Regions from separate parts of the Salmo salar genome. Here region 1 is linked to region 2. The links are chromatin contacts, called in public Hi-C maps. All regions are on one chromosome and are shown on one strand. The core of a region is the stretch at or near the end of the contact, and the rest is flanking DNA. Distances in the headings are between cores, read along the strand shown.

Region 1 (3,804 bases), core at 830-3,329, 180 kb after region 2:
GTTTACACATTTTTTTTCACATTTTCAAAATTTGCAATAAGAACATTTACAGTGGAGCACGCTCGCCATCTATTGGATTTTTGCTGTGTGACACTTGGCATTTGCAATATGGCATTTGCAATCAGTTTTGAATGAAAAGACGTCCATTTGAGTGGTATTGTACATCGTATATATGTTTTGTATGGTGCCAATAAGATCCCATTCATTTTTGTACATTTCAGGGGGGTGTTCCCTTACACAGATTATGCTGGGGGCACTGCAGTGTTCACATCACCTATGGTGACCAGAATTCCACCAAAACAGAAACTGAAGAAAAGTGTGGGCTTGTCTATTTCTTTCATTGTGGTGGCAGAGGAATCTAAAGAACCAGGGAAATGGGAGGTGGTCAGGAGAAGTCTTCTTTGGGATATGGCTGCTCCAAACCCATCAAGGCAGCTTGATACCGTGAGGTGGTGTTTTCCATGTCTGTCAGGCAACTGAGTGCAGCAGGAAATCTACAAAGCTGTCGTATTTGAAGTGAACTTCCATTGTCCTCTGAGTTGTTGAAAAATCCTTGTTTTACTTATCTTCAAATTTGCTCCTTGTTAATGCGCTGACCTTGGTTGGAAAGGTAGACACCTTATTCTTGTCGACCAATATGACAAGAAATTGTGGGAGATCTAGTGAAACAGCTCATGTCAGAGTCAGTTTGACCTGTTCTGGGACAGAGGGAGAAATTATGTGGTTCATCCCATTTCAACCAAAGTGCATGGATTCAGGAACAAAGTGGGTGAAGATATGAGAGATTTTCAACAACCCTTTGGGTTCCATTTGTCCCTCGCGTGGTTGAATATAATATATCCCATATATCCAAAGGATGCTGCAGTAAAGTCAACTAGCGACTCAATGTCCTGATAAACAACTACTTCTGATCTGATCTGTGATTGCTGTGCTTTGCTACATGTGACGTCTACTTTGCTGCATGTGTTTCGAATGCACATGCAGACCTACACCCAGATATCTACATTTTGCCCTCGTTCCTGAGTAAAGAAACAAGCTGTTACCTGTGTGTGTGTCATTCTGCATGTGTCTGCCCTCATGTTGTCTCCCCTCTCTGTGGCCTCTGCCTCACCTCTTGGACACGAGGACCACTTTTCTCCTAACATGCCCTATCTGGGGCCACAGTGAGAGTGTAGGTTACCGAAGAGACTGTTAGAAGAATTGTTACAGTATCAAAACAGTTTTACTGAAAATAAGGTCTGTGGTTCTATGAGATAATCTTCATCAGCTAATGTCACTTTCTGTGAATTCTTAAGCACTTATGTAAAAAACAAACAAAAACACATATAAACTCTTCATAATTAATAAAGGCCGTGTTAACTGACTGATATTAGCTCAAAGAACAAAACGTATAAGATCTAAACCTGTGTTAATCTCAAACCTTATTTTCGCCATTTATCCCCAACTATTCTTTCCCTGTTAATTTTCCCCATAGGAAAGGCTGAACGAACCAGAGGTAACTCATTTCCGGGTTTTAGGACTACAAGCTGGCATGCTCTATTACGCACATTAAATTGTTGAATTCTTTTTAATAATGAAAATAATTTGAAAAAATATCTTTTTTATATTGGACTGTGTGAAGAAGCCTTTGCTGCCAATGTGAGAATGCATTTTATAATATAATAATAATATATGCCATTCAGAATATATATAAACTGCTTGATATATTTATTACATTCTTAAAATCCTGAGAGCTCAATATATGTGGGAAAAATCTTGTTATAATCATTTCTGATTTTATGCTTCAGTGCATTCAATATGTTGGAGAAATGTTATCATGTTTTTTGATGCTATACGATACACTACTGGAACCCATCAGCAATGTATGTTCACCCACGACTACGTGGCCATGTAAAAAGTGTGTCAGTGGGTTACATTGGGCTTGTTCATTTTGCTTGGTCCGGTGCCCGAGGAGAGGAGTCTTTCTTAATTTTAGACCATTCCATTGGTCCTTAAGCGAAATCGTCAGGCCCCCGGGGATCCGGGCCATGCAAAACGAACTTGCCCATTGACACCAGCGCTAAACTAGGGAAGGAGGAGCCGCTGTGATGGGTCACATGGTAGCATAGCAGTTTGAGTAGAGAGCTCTAATCGAAACAGTCATCCAACGAATCTCTCTGGCAGAGGATAACTTTATACTCTTTGCTATCGTTTCCTTCAAGAAAATACATATTTTTATGCTATAGCTATATATAGGCTTAGGCCTATCTTTAGCCTACAGAAAAAACATCAGACGGACAGCTTTTTGGAGCGCTCTGCGGAAAGAAAAAGATATGGAATTCCGATCGTTCGATTCATTCTGAAGCGACAAAATTGGCTACAATCTTTGGTTTGATTCGGGACGTTTAAACAAAATGAATACATTTGAATTTATGTGAATAGTTTTGACAGATGGTTGTCGTCAAATATCACGGTGCGAAATCAGTCTGATTGGCAACAGTAGCTGTTGCGCTATAGATGTATCTGCGGAACTAGTAGGCCTAAATGCGTTTGCCGACTATTTTCTGAATGCTTCAATTCATTGATCTGTAGTATCAACCAGCGACCGAAAAAGTTGCTGAAAACAAGCTAACACGTCATCAGACTTCAGGTTCAGAGGACATTCCATGTCTACAAAAGCAGGTAAATTCATTTTATGCTCAATACATTTATAAATATGTAGGCCTGTAGCATATTTTAGTGTCTACACAATAACTGTTTGTAACATTGCATCTTGATAGTGTGTTTAATTTGTTTTTTTGTAACCTAGATGAATGTTACAACTTCAAGTCTACTTGTCAGTATCCTGATTTTAAAGGGTTGCGTGATGTTCTGAATCAAAACATAAGCAAATGGTTTGCAATAACCTGCTCATTAATGTCCGATCTTTCTTACTGTAATCAGCCTTAATTCAAACTGGGTTAGGAGTGCCAGTGTGTGTGTTATTTCAGAATCAATAGGCTGGGACAGTGTTGCAGGTCCCTTTTCTCACATGGACCGGTCGCTAGCCATGTGCGACTCTGTATACGCTCTCTCTGATTGGTTGAAGAGCGCTGTGACGTATAAACGTCTGTCTTTAAACGCTCCCCTTGCGTCCTCTGGTTGGTGAAGAAGCGCTGTGACGTAAACATAGCATAATTCTGCCAAAGATCCTGCCCTGCGAGCTGGTGTGGATACACGTGAAACTGCATGCAGTTATAGGGTTGCAGGAATGTAAACTGACCCAGTTTTCATAGTTTGTTGGTGATGATGAATGAGGAGGTTTTGATATAGTGATTGGCCAACAGTTGCATATAGTTTACATATTGTTATTTTGACGCGTCAAGTATCTTTTTGACATGCAAAGACCCAAACGGCGTTCCATAGTTTTCTACCACTGGGTATTTCGAGAATGCCTGTTCCACGTGGGGGTGGGTTCCAAAAAGGAACGTCATCAGTGAGTCAAGTAAATAATAGTTGATCATTAGGCCAAGAATTTCACAACCTAATCATCTATCATCTTCTTCTTTTAAAAATCCACCTCTAAAAACAAGTCTCTCACTGTTGCCCCCTGCAAAAAACCACCCTCTGCCCCCAACTGTGCTCTGGACAGCATATGTGAACTGATTGCCCCCCATCTATCTTCAGAGCTCGTGCTGCTTTGTGACCTAAACTGGGACATGTTTAACACCCCAGCCATCCTACAATCTAAGCTTGATGCCCTCAATCTCACACAAATGATCAATGAACCCACCAGGTACAACCCCAAATCCGTAAACACGGGTACCCTCATAGATATCATCCTAA
Region 2 (3,702 bases), core at 646-3,145:
AAAAAGTTTTTACCTCTAGGTATAGTGGGGAGCTGGACCCGTGGCTCATCCTCTGAGCCAGGTCATCCCTCTGCAGGACACACTCCTCCAGGTGGATGACATTGGGGTGCTGGCTCTGGATACTACTCAGGGCCCAGAATTCCCTGAGGGCCAACTCTACATTCTCTGGGCTGTGGCAGCGGATCTTCTTCACGGCCATCCGGGCTCCAGTGCGTTTCACCACCGCCTCGTACACCACACCGTAGCTGCCACGCCCCACCTCCTGGATCAGCTCATACTTCGGCTGGCTGCTCACCATCCTCTTCCTCACTGTGCAGAGAGAGGTGGTGGGGTTAATGGGTTACCAACGATTATTGTTGAGAGTTAGGCGAGGTCAGCAGCACAGAATGTAACACTTATGCCCCTTAGCTACTGAATAATCTCCCAACCAGGTGGGTTAATCTGTCATACGTGAGTTGACTTGACAGACCCCTCCTCCTTAGCACGTCAAAACCCATAGCTATAGGCCTATGCTAGTATTTTGAGGAAAACAAACTACCTAGCTAAGTGACAATGTCAAATGTATGACAACAAAAACGTTAGTGTTCGCATTTTAGCAAGTCAAATTAGGACAGTTAACTACCCACAAGAGAGCAAATGTGAAACCCTTAGAGGCCAAAGCTTGCTAAATGTAAACAAATCAACTGTGCCCCTCACTCTCTGACCTGTACGTGCACACTAACGCATGGCTGGCAGCTGACACATTTAGAAAAGGGTTAAATGTACGTTCGTCAGCGGACTGCCCAAATATGTAAGAATAAATCAAAATATAATCAAATAGTAATATGTTTAATTAGCTAAGCTCTTAGTTAGCTAACACGGAAGCGAAACTGTGTTTTAGGTAGCTAACAGTAACTAACGTTAGCTAACTAGGAAGCCAAGGGAAGAAAATGGTGGCTAAAAATACAATAGCTTATTAGCTAGAATCATAGCTATATACATGTAAACGTTATCTATGTAGCTGTCACCACAGGGGGAGGGGGGTGTAGACAAATTAGTTTGCTTAGTAGCTTAAGTAAACGACCTAGCTAGCTTGTTCAAATCGTGGACACGTTTATTGTCCTCTATGCGCCGAGACAAAATTAGCACATTCGGCTAACTAACTAGTCCCACACACCTGCGCACATCACCAAGCACCATGTCGCACGGGCAGACAAAAGAACTGGCTTCTTATGAAGACGAGGAAAGGAAATAAAGAGCAGCTAGCTATATATCTAGCAAGCTACACATTTACCTGTTTTCGTCTTCTCTCAAGGATTCATTTGTTGTTGTCTTTCTCACTTTCTATGGCAGCCATTAGCCACCACTCAGCCAAACACGTTGTCGCGCAGATAGACAAGTTCCGTGAGCGTGCTGAGCAAATCTGCAGCTCAAGTACCCCATCAACAGCGCGCGCCCGCTCGCTTGCCTCGCTACTAAAACAACACAGACTGTGTGCTCTGCAGAAGCGAAACTGGGAAATACTGCCCCCCTTTTAAGCAACCCTCTCTAGCTGAAAGAAAAAAAAATAACAATTGTGCCCCCGTTCATTGTATAGTTTTAAATTCATGCCAATGGATTCTTGCCCTGACAACTCCCTCCCAAATTATACAGTCACGGTGCCTCTCGCTTTCATTACACCAGTAAAACGAGGAATAACATTTCTTCTTCGGTGGAGAAATAACATTTATTTTCAATACATTTTTAAATTCGGTACACGCACTGAGCAACGTTCTTTCGCCGAGATTGACCGGGGTGAGTCGTTTCTGAGAGGATTGTAACGACATCGCACTGACATCAAAGAAATAGGTTGTCTTGGAAAACGATGAAATTTAAAAGTTTGTCTCATTTTTGTATAACCATCTTAAGTTAATGCAATTATTGTTTGTAAAATTGTATTGGTTTTCCGTCAACCCCCCTGAATGCCATATTTAGTTTGCTCCAATGACACCATGTAGGTTGTACCATTATATTTTACATAACACCGACTATATGTTAATGATCTTGAATGAAATGAAGCTCTGAAAGATACATTTAGCTCAACCATTATTTTAGCTAGTAGGCAGTATCAACAAAGAACGATATGATGTATTTTATCTTGATCAACACGGTTTGCAGAAAATGTAACTCCCCTGTCACAATATCTGTTTGGAGCATGCTCTTAAAGGGACAGCACCATGGACAGCACCATCACAGAGTTCTGAACCTAGAGGTGCAACATGGCGAGACTTCCGGTAACGCTAGTTAAACAGAGCAAACAGACCAGACCTGTGTTTGGGGTTTGAGTAGTCAATGAGAGAAGGGAAAATTCTTCCTTTGTTGTTAATTTTCTCGAAATCTAAAGACACAACGTAGATTCGAGCCAATGTATTAAGTAGTTGAACTTGTTCTTACTCCAACCTAGTGAAAGTGGCAAACTGATACGTTTTAATTTGTTCAAAAATAACTTTATATCGAAGGAGTGCCCATGATTTGAGGGCTTGAACATGCGCAGTTCGGCGCAAGACGACCGTTAGCCGCGATGACTTGTTTCTACGCATGCGCTTAGCTAGCCAACGTCGCCATGACATCGCCTACTACAAGTGTGATCAGGGATTTCTATTGGAGAAGCCGTTTTAGCCTATCTCCATACTGTAATGTCTTTGGCACCATAATGTGGGTGAAAAGAAGATGTGCACAATGTTGCAACAAAGTATTAATAAACTTGCTATTAGAAAGAAACATTGTCTCCTGAAACGTTTCTTTGGTACTTTGTAAAACAACTTTAAAGTCTCTAGGCACTAGACTACCAACCCATTAATCAAATATAGGCCCAGCATTGCATCACATTTAATTTTTAACATTTTAAATGTAACCTTTATTTAACTAGGCAAGTCAGTTAAGAACAAATTCTTATTTACAATGACGGCCTACCCTGGCCAAACCTGGACGATGCTGGACCAATTGTGCGCCGCCCTATGGGACTCCCAATCACAGCCGGATGTGATAGAGCCTGGATGTATCATGTTCAGTTTGTCACATGTTCAGTTTGTCAGGAACTGTAGCCTAAAAAGAGACAGACCCACCAGCGGTGTATCATATTGACATGTGTTTATTAACAGATGAGTCAATGATGCACATGTCAACACTACTATGCGTTGTTCGCAACTCAGTTGGCAATAAAGCTTGGTACATGATTTGTCAAAGTGAGCTATAGGCCTACTATACCACATTCTGTGGTTGGTGATAATAGTCAACATAGCTACATTATTTGGTCTAATAAACAGCAAAGCAGAGAAATCAAGTAACACACAATATCAGGCCTATTGTTTGTTTTGTGCTTCATTTATAACCCCTATACATTGAATACTGACATATAGACCTAATTGAGATAGTGACGAGAAAGGATATATGGTATGAGGAAAATGGGTATTGGCTATTAATTTTGTGGGGAATGATTGTGAATATTTTTAACCATACTTTCAACTCATATGACAGAAACATATGCAAAAGCATAACTTACACAAGCACACATTTTTGTCCATAATACAATGTATCATAAGATCAGAGGTAGATTTGTAACAAAATTAAACAAATGCATTTCTGACAGTAAGTCCTGGTATTTATCCCACAGCCTACACTGAATATGATTATATTTGACACTTTAGGATTTAAGTAGACCTAGTGTCACACGCCTTCAGAAAC

The links. A called contact is a pair of places that touch in the nucleus more often than the background predicts.
Region 1: a Hi-C map of muscle shows a contact between it and region 2, with 4 times the contacts expected there. The contact joins the promoter of LOC106570286 here to the promoter of LOC106570276 in region 2. A contact is called at or near these places in 3 of 3 Hi-C or Micro-C datasets (blood, gill and muscle).

The regions. Positions count from the first base shown.
Region 1 is chrssa14:74,062,196-74,065,999 of Ssal_v3.1, forward strand. LOC106570286 (nuclear receptor subfamily 1 group D member 2) reads left to right here and starts at 2,080. Exons shown (of 9, transcript XM_045694791.1): 1 at 2,080-2,661. The coding sequence starts at 2,646.
Region 2 is chrssa14:73,881,842-73,885,543 of Ssal_v3.1, forward strand. It overlaps LOC106570276 (serine/threonine-protein kinase pdik1l), which reads right to left and starts at 1,896. Exons shown (of 3, transcript XM_014142414.2): 1 at 1,274-1,896; 2 at 14-309. The coding sequence starts at 298.